Regions from separate parts of the Zea mays genome. Here region 1 is linked to region 2. The links are chromatin contacts, called in public Hi-C maps. All regions are on one chromosome and are shown on one strand. Each heading gives the region's core, a stretch centred on a gene start, on an enhancer-like site or on the middle of the called end of the contact. The rest is flanking DNA. Distances are from core to core; before and after follow the strand shown. Region 1 holds the start of LOC100285649 (serine/threonine-protein kinase Nek4). Region 2 holds the start of LOC103627358 (glycerophosphodiester phosphodiesterase GDPDL3).

Region 1 (3,817 bases), core at 264-2,763, 150 kb after region 2:
ACCTTGAGATCACGGTGGAGCACACGGTTGCAGTGCAGGTAGTCGAGGGCGAGGAGCAATTGCGTGAACCACCGACACACCCTCTGGCATCAAAGAAATGCCAAGGCAGATGTAAGGAGTTTAGCATCGAACCAGTTTCTACTGCTTTTGTGTGCAGCTGTAACTAATCAGTAATCACTACTGCACTCTAGTACGATTTCATTTACTTTTATGTTCACGTTTGTTACCTCTTCTGAGAATAGGATGCCCCTTGCCTTCTTGATCCTCTCGGCCCTGCGGTTCCATTGCGAATGATCCATGACATTATGCAGTTATAAAAACTGAATTGATTTCTTTTTTGCCAGCACAGAGAAGTTATTTAAAAAAAGGAAAAGAAAACAGAAGTTGGGTGGTGTTGGTAGCTTACATGTCCCCTCCTTCGCAGTAGCTTGTGACGATGCAGACGGAGGTCCCCTACAACCACCGAATAAATCCAATTTGAGTTCGCAATCGACGAGGCAACGTGCGGGAATGGGGGCACTATTAGGGGCCGATTAGGATTGGGCGAATTGAATTTCGCACGGGGAGGGGGGGGATGTCTGTACCTCGTCCACCCATCCGTCCTTGTACTCGACGATGTACGGGTTGCTGAGGCTTGCCATCAGGGACATCTGCGGCGGCAAGCAAGAGCATGCACCCGTTGTCACTTGCTTCTTCTCACGCAACAGGAAGCCATAAAAAACGGCGAAGAATAAATCGGATGCGGAGCCGAAGTAAACACCGAGTTTTCTTTCTTTTTTTGGGTCCATGCCCGGATGCCCCCCATGGATCAACCATTTTCATTTTATTTCCTTGTTGCTGCAGCGGCTGCAGCGGTCGCGGCCGCGGCCGCACCTCATGCTGGGTGCATATGCAGATGTAGGCCACATGGGCAAGGCCCGGCGAGGCATGTGGAACGACTCTGCTCGGTGCTGGAGTGGGGTGGGTCATGGGTGAACGAATCGGAGAAGGGTTTAGGCTGGGTGACGGTTATGTTACCTCCTGGTAAGCGGTCCGCTGGAACTTGTCGTTCTGCTTGGAGAGGCGGATCTTCTTCATGACGTACCTGCGCCGGCGCCGCGGCGGTGGCAAGCAAAGCAACAGACAGGGAGGGGTCAGGAACCGGAGCAGAGCACGCGTCGAGAAAGCAGAGCAGGAGGGAGTCGGCGACGACCAGCGAAAAAAGGGGGGAAATCGTCACCTCTTGCGCTCGGCCTTGTGGAGGACGAGGTAGGCGGAGCCGTAGGCGCCCCGGCCGATCTGCTCCACCACCTCGTACTGCTCCATCGCTCGGAAGGATCCTCGCTCGTCCTCGTCCCTCTGGCAGCAGCCTTTCTCTCGGCTCGGAAGGAGGAGGAGGAGGAGGAGGAGAAGAAGCGGCGCGGTGTGCCGCGGCAGTTGCGAGACGTGCGTGAGGAAATGAGAGATAGAGAGAGAGAGAGGGAGGGAGAGGAGTCAGGCAAGTGGAATAATGGTGGCGCGGCCTCGCGGGGTCCTCGTGATTATTTGTGCGCCCGCGCGCGCGCACGCACGCACGCGTGTGGCAAGGGAAGGAACCGGGGAGGAAGGAGAGGCCGGGCGCGCAGCAATGATGGCGCGCGGTTGAGCTTGAGCCCGGCCGGCTCCTCCTCGTGTGTGTCGGGTAGCCTGTCCGGCCGAAGCAGGCGTAGACGCGGACGGAGACCGACCACCGCAACGGGTACTGTACTGTACTGGGGCGGGGACGGAGTGGGAGGCCGCGGCTACCGTCGGCTACGCTGTTGCCGTGTCGCAGGCAGCGACCGAACAGCAACGTCACGGGCGCCTTAATTGCGTCGATGTGCGCGTTTAGCTTGGTGATCACGAGCGATTAGACGTCTGGATTGGTGGTTAAAGAAAGGCAGGCAGGCAGGCAAGCGTGTTGGTCATGCAGCTGACCAAACTCGTACCGTATGATTGTAGTACTAGTGCTGAGAGAAATTGTTTAATCGTCATCAATGGGCCGATGCTTGGCCCCTCCCTCTCCCGTGCTGATGCGCTGCAGCGTCGGATCGGATGGAGTACAGTGGTGGAGGGAATCGGTGGGGTCTGTCCTGCGGCGGTGGCGGCGGATGGGCCGGCCCTTTCTTTGCTTTTCCACGCCCTCTTGAGTTTTTTTAAAAAAATTTATATTTTGGTGTGCTTATAGCTTATTATTACTACTAGTAGAGTGCTAGTACAATATGTCAATCTAGTGCGGTGGTGCTTTTTTCCTTGTGACGAAGCCACAAAGGTGGCCGGCCCCCCAAGTCTCACTGGATGGACGGTGGTATTGTACTTGCACACACGTCAACAGGGCCTCGCCTCGCCCGCTTCGCACCCCACTGCCCCTACTCGTACTTTTCCCCCCACGCTATTTTTTTTATTTTAGAACTCCAGCAGGCAGCACCATGCCATATTGCCTTGCCCCACGGGTAAACGGGTTGAACCGAGGAGGCCTTCTCTCTTCCACCATCACCCAGATGCAAAATCTGGGATCGTCACTGCTGTCAAAATAGTAGTATTAAATTAGTGGATGCGCCGTGATCCACTGGGCACAAGCGCACAGCACTTTATTACTTCTGTCCGTTCCTCAGTCCTCACGCGCCGGGCATGTGCCGCCCCTCCTCGAGACCCGTGCATTCGGCGGCACCACCGGATCTGCGCAGTGGTCAATATCCGGTACACTATTCATAACTACGGCACTCCGTGCAGGTGTGTGTGTGAGAGAGACTGTGAGGTTGTGGTGTGGCGCTGTGCATAAAGGAACTAGGAACACATTACACGCTCTCTGTCCACTGGTCACTGCCTTCCTGCGAATACACAGCACCGGCCGCCGTGCACCAGACCGGTAGAAAAACAAGCCAGAATGATACCCATATGCATGCAGTATGTGTACGTGGACTTATGATATCAGGCAACAACAAGAGTCTTTATCCGACAGCTCTGCTTTGCCAACATCTACTAATCATTCAGCTTCAGGCCAGGAAAGGATTGCTTACTAGTACGTTATTAGTAGTGTGTCTGTTGGGCCGGGTGCCAACAATTCCACTTATTATTCTCAGATTAACAAGCCATACTTAAATACATTGACAGGACACGTTCGCCGGCGACCTCTCTGTATCGTCGGCCCGGGGCGCTGCTGCTGATTGCCCAATCATACTCGATTGCTAGTCTACTACCTAAGTGCAAATTGGAAATGGGCGGGGGGCTGGTTGGTTTCCTAGTTGATGGCGATTATACAGGTAGTTGATCGTCGATTCAGGCAGTCTGCCCATCATTAACCCGCTGGCCACGCGCCAGAACAATCGAGACATCCCATCGGATTGTTCTTGTTTGGCTGGTTATAATGGTGAACGGTATGCGTCCACCTAGACAAATACTGTCCGCCTCGAATAAACATGGCTGCTCGAACGAGCGGCACGCGGCACTACCATAGAACAACTCCCTCCTCTCCTAGTGTCTTTGCTGAGATAATTGCCATTATAAAACAAGAGATAAGGGGTTTCGACAAAATGAAGGCGTTGGCGATGGCTTCTCTGTTCTGGAGACGCAGCCGACAGACTATTCCTGATATGGACAACAGGCAGAGATTTACTTCTGGCGTCAACATTAAATTCACTCGTGCTCACGCCGTCAATAACATGGCGCCGCCCTTTCTTGTTGACGCGGGCTGCTTCCCCAATCCAGAAACCCTAGCCGCCGTTTCGTGCTCACGCGGGCTGCTTCCTCAATCCAGGAACCTAGCTGCCTTTCTCTGCGGATGGATCTTCCTCCAAGCCAAGTGGTTGCCGATGTTGTA
Region 2 (3,667 bases), core at 100-2,599:
TTTCCTTGGTGCTGCACCACAGCCCCTCCCCTCTCCACTCCACCACGCACACGGACACGGCTACCGCTACACTACCACCGCCAGGCGGCCAGCCAGCCAGCCACAGCGCACCGCGCAGCCCAGCCTATGATGAGCTATCATGATTACGATCCAGTCCAAAAAAAAAACACATGCACTCTTTTATTGCCCTCGTACAACCACCATACAGAGATGTGGAAAAGGGGGTCCCTCAATCTCCCCTCGATCAAGCCGGCCTCGCATCATTTCTCCCACGCGGAGGAGGAGCTGTTTGTTTTTACTGGTTTGCCTTTACTCCATCCGTGCAGGGGTGGAAGGTTTCGTTTTTTTTCCCTTTCAAGTCAAGACAATATATTTTCAGTTAAATATGATAAATATATTGATATTTATGATGTGCAATAATCACTACATTAACTGTAGAACATAGTAGTATATCTTTACGATAATCTAATGGAAGATCCGGATTTAGGCAATATCTTTAATCGAATTAATAAAGATTGTTTAGCTTCCAGAGACAGCTTTCGTTGTGGGTTTTTTATTTGGTGGAGGCAGTGGTACGCTAGAGCATACAAACATCTTTGGAGTTTTTTAAACTAAAAATATCACTTGTTTGGCAAAACATTAGCCTCTACGAACTTATGGACATACTCGTCTCGGGCTCAGTGAACTCTTTTTTTTTAAAAAAAAATTCTATTGTTACAAATTAATACGACACAAAGAGGATCAATCAGAAAAGACACGGATTTAAACATGGAAAACCCCTCTAAAGTGAAGGGGAAAAACCACGGGCGCCGGCAGACAACTTCTCACTATTTTCGGGTGGTTACAGATCGCAGGAGATTTACAATTGAGATAATTATCTCTTGCGGCTTACAAAGATCGCTGCGCTCCGGCCCAAGCCTCCTGGCGACGGGCCTCCGCTTCTCTCGCCAACTTGGCCGCCTTCTTCAAAATTTGTATCACAAACTCAACATCTATTAACTTGCATATTCGACCATAAGCTTAAGCTGACCTTATATATTTCAACAAAACTAACTCCATAAACTCCCGGAGTATACGCTTTCATAATATACGCTTTCATACTTTACAAATTGTATTAAGACATGTACAACTTAGATATTTCGCTTCGGTTTTCCAATTAAAACAGACAACTAAGAAAGATACTATATGACACAATCCAAAATCATAAATGCAGTTAAGACTAGCGGCGAATCGAAGATTTCGTAAAGAGCCTGGACTACTATATGAAGAACTAACAAACACCCTCACGTTTTTTCGGCTCGTGCACATCACAAAGTCATCGAGAAAACGTCACTGGAAGTAATAAAATCAAAACAATAGAGAGAGTGAACATTTTCACCGAAGAAAAGGAAAAACGAATGGAACTAATTATTTCTTTTTTTTCTCTCCTTGGAAAAGTTTGGAAATTAGACCAATTCGGAGCATCTCTCTGACCACCTTCCCCTCCCCCTGAGGCCCTGACCACCTTCTCCTCCTGTACACAGCTCAGCACTTCAGCAGCAGCATCGCATCATATCGCCCTCGTCTCCAGTTCTCCTCTCTCTCGGTCTTAAAAATCCAGCGCCAACGCGGCCGCCGGACGCGCATTGCTCTCCCTCCCTGCCTCGTCTCCTCACCTCATTCTCGCCACATCTTCCTCTGCTCCCCTCCTCCCAGGTGGCGTTCTTGGAGCTCCAGCTCCTCGAGCTGCGTCTGTCTACGCCGCCGCGGTTGTCGCTTGGGTGGCGGCAGCCCGCAATGGGGAGGAGCAGCCGCGCCTGCTCCCTTCTCGGTTCCGCCCAGCTGCTCCTCCTGCTGCTGCTCTCGCTCGGCTCCGCGGCCGCCCAGAAGGGCTCCACATGGAAGACCCTGAGCGGTAAAACTCGATTCGCTGCGCCCTCACTTCGTTTCTTGAAAAGTTCATGTGTGTGCGTGTGTGTGTGTGGTCTGATCTGGTCGATTTTGCTGCCACTCTTCGCTTAAAGATCAGCCTTCTCGCCTGCAAATTGCAATTTTGGTTCTGTCCTACAGCTTGGCCTGGATCTTCAGGATAAGCATGAACTGGCTGCGCATTTATTTCTGTGTTTTTTCTGCAGCAAAATGGTTTCTTTAGGGCTTCTGCAGCAAAATAGTTTTGCTGGTCTTTAGCACCGTTTGGGAGACTAAGACGATGGACTAGCTTATTTATCAAACCAAACACCCTGTAAATTTCTGATTGGAAGCTTGGGGCCAGCCATGATGCTTACCTTTTAGCATTTCGCTAAAAAAAAGCACGGCAGCCTTTCCAGCCAAGTGGCATTTTGGTTGGGATGCAATAGCAACATCTTTCATATTAGTTCACTGTTTACATCACCGTGCGCCCAAGTACAAGACTACGCATAACCACTTCCTTAGTGAGATGCACTCGTAAATCATTAGCAGCTGGCGTCTACTATTCTCTGCTTTGGCACATGGGAATTGCTTGTTTTGAGAATGGGATGGGAGTGGATCAGTTCGATGGGGGTGGTGCTTTGAACTAACGGTGATAATTTCACATGGTCATGCGTGTTTACCAGTTTTATGTCCGTCCGGTAATTTTGGTTTTGTAGTTTCTGCCGTAGCGCTCAGGGTTATTCCAGTACTTTTGTTCATCCTCATGACCCTAACAGTAACAATCATCTCATTGTTCCAGGCAAGGCTCCAGTAATCGTTGCTAAGGGCGGGTTCTCCGGTCTATTTCCTGATTCCAGTGATTTTGCTTATCGGATTCTTGGGACCATTAGCTCCCCTGACACAGTCATGTGGTGTGATGTTCGGTTGACAAAGGATGGCGATGGTATCTGCCTACCGAGCATAAACATGGATAACTGCACAATGATAGACAATGTTTTTCCAGAAGGGAAGAAGACCTACAATGTTAATGGTGTATCTACGGTGGGATGGTTCTCCGTGGACTATACGAGCACTGATCTGCTGCCAAACGTGACACGTAAGTGCAGTTACAAATTTGTGCTTCACTGTGGCCTTCAGCATTTTGATATTGTGAACTGTGATGGTATTCTTTATATGTACGGAAAGAAACATGTTCAAATATCTGTGCCTTGAATCTTATACCACTTAACAAATGCACATGACATGCTTCGCTAACCCTGTTTGATATTTTCAGTGAAGCAATCGGTCCTATCTCGTACCCCTGTTTATGATGGTTCCATGTTGATAAATTCTGTTGAAAATGTTTTCACCTCATTTAACGCCTCTGCAGTTTGGTTAAATGTCCAGGTAGGGATAACAATAACTAACTTCGAACTACACATTTGGTGATTTTCCTCTCACCTGAACATTTGTTTTCTTTTCAAATTGCAGCAAGACAGTTTCTACAGCCAGTTTAAGCTTAGCATGCGAAACTATATCCTGTCTTTATCGAAACAATTCATTACTGATTACATCTCATCGCCTGAAGTGAACTTCCTCACCAGTATATCTGGAAGAGTTAGCAAGAAGACAAAGCTTGTGTTCCGCTTTCTTGACGAAGGCTCTATTGAGCCATCGACAAACCAGACATATGGGTCCATGTTGAAAAATCTAACATTTGTCAAGACTTTTGCCTCTGGAATACTTGTTCCCAAAAGCTATATCTGGCCTGTTACACCAGATAATTACCTACTGCCTT

The links. Hi-C and Micro-C count contacts between places; a contact is called where the count stands out from the background.
Region 1: a Hi-C map of leaf shows a contact between it and region 2, with 4 times the contacts expected there. The contact joins the promoter of LOC100285649 here to the promoter of LOC103627358 in region 2. A contact is called at or near these places in 9 of 25 Hi-C or Micro-C datasets (bundle sheath, ear, endosperm and 3 more).

What each region holds. Positions count from the first base shown.
Region 1 is chr5:182,677,098-182,680,914 of Zm-B73-REFERENCE-NAM-5.0, forward strand. LOC100285649 (serine/threonine-protein kinase Nek4) reads right to left here and starts at 1,514. Exons shown (of 13, transcript NM_001158540.2): 1 at 1,220-1,514; 2 at 1,018-1,084; 3 at 585-650; 4 at 407-453; 5 at 228-273; 6 at 3-83. The coding sequence starts at 1,305.
Region 2 is chr5:182,531,443-182,535,109 of Zm-B73-REFERENCE-NAM-5.0, forward strand. It overlaps LOC103627358 (glycerophosphodiester phosphodiesterase GDPDL3), which reads left to right and starts at 1,350. Exons shown (of 9, transcript XM_008647656.3): 1 at 1,350-1,894; 2 at 2,690-2,986; 3 at 3,164-3,276; 4 at 3,361-3,667. The coding sequence starts at 1,777.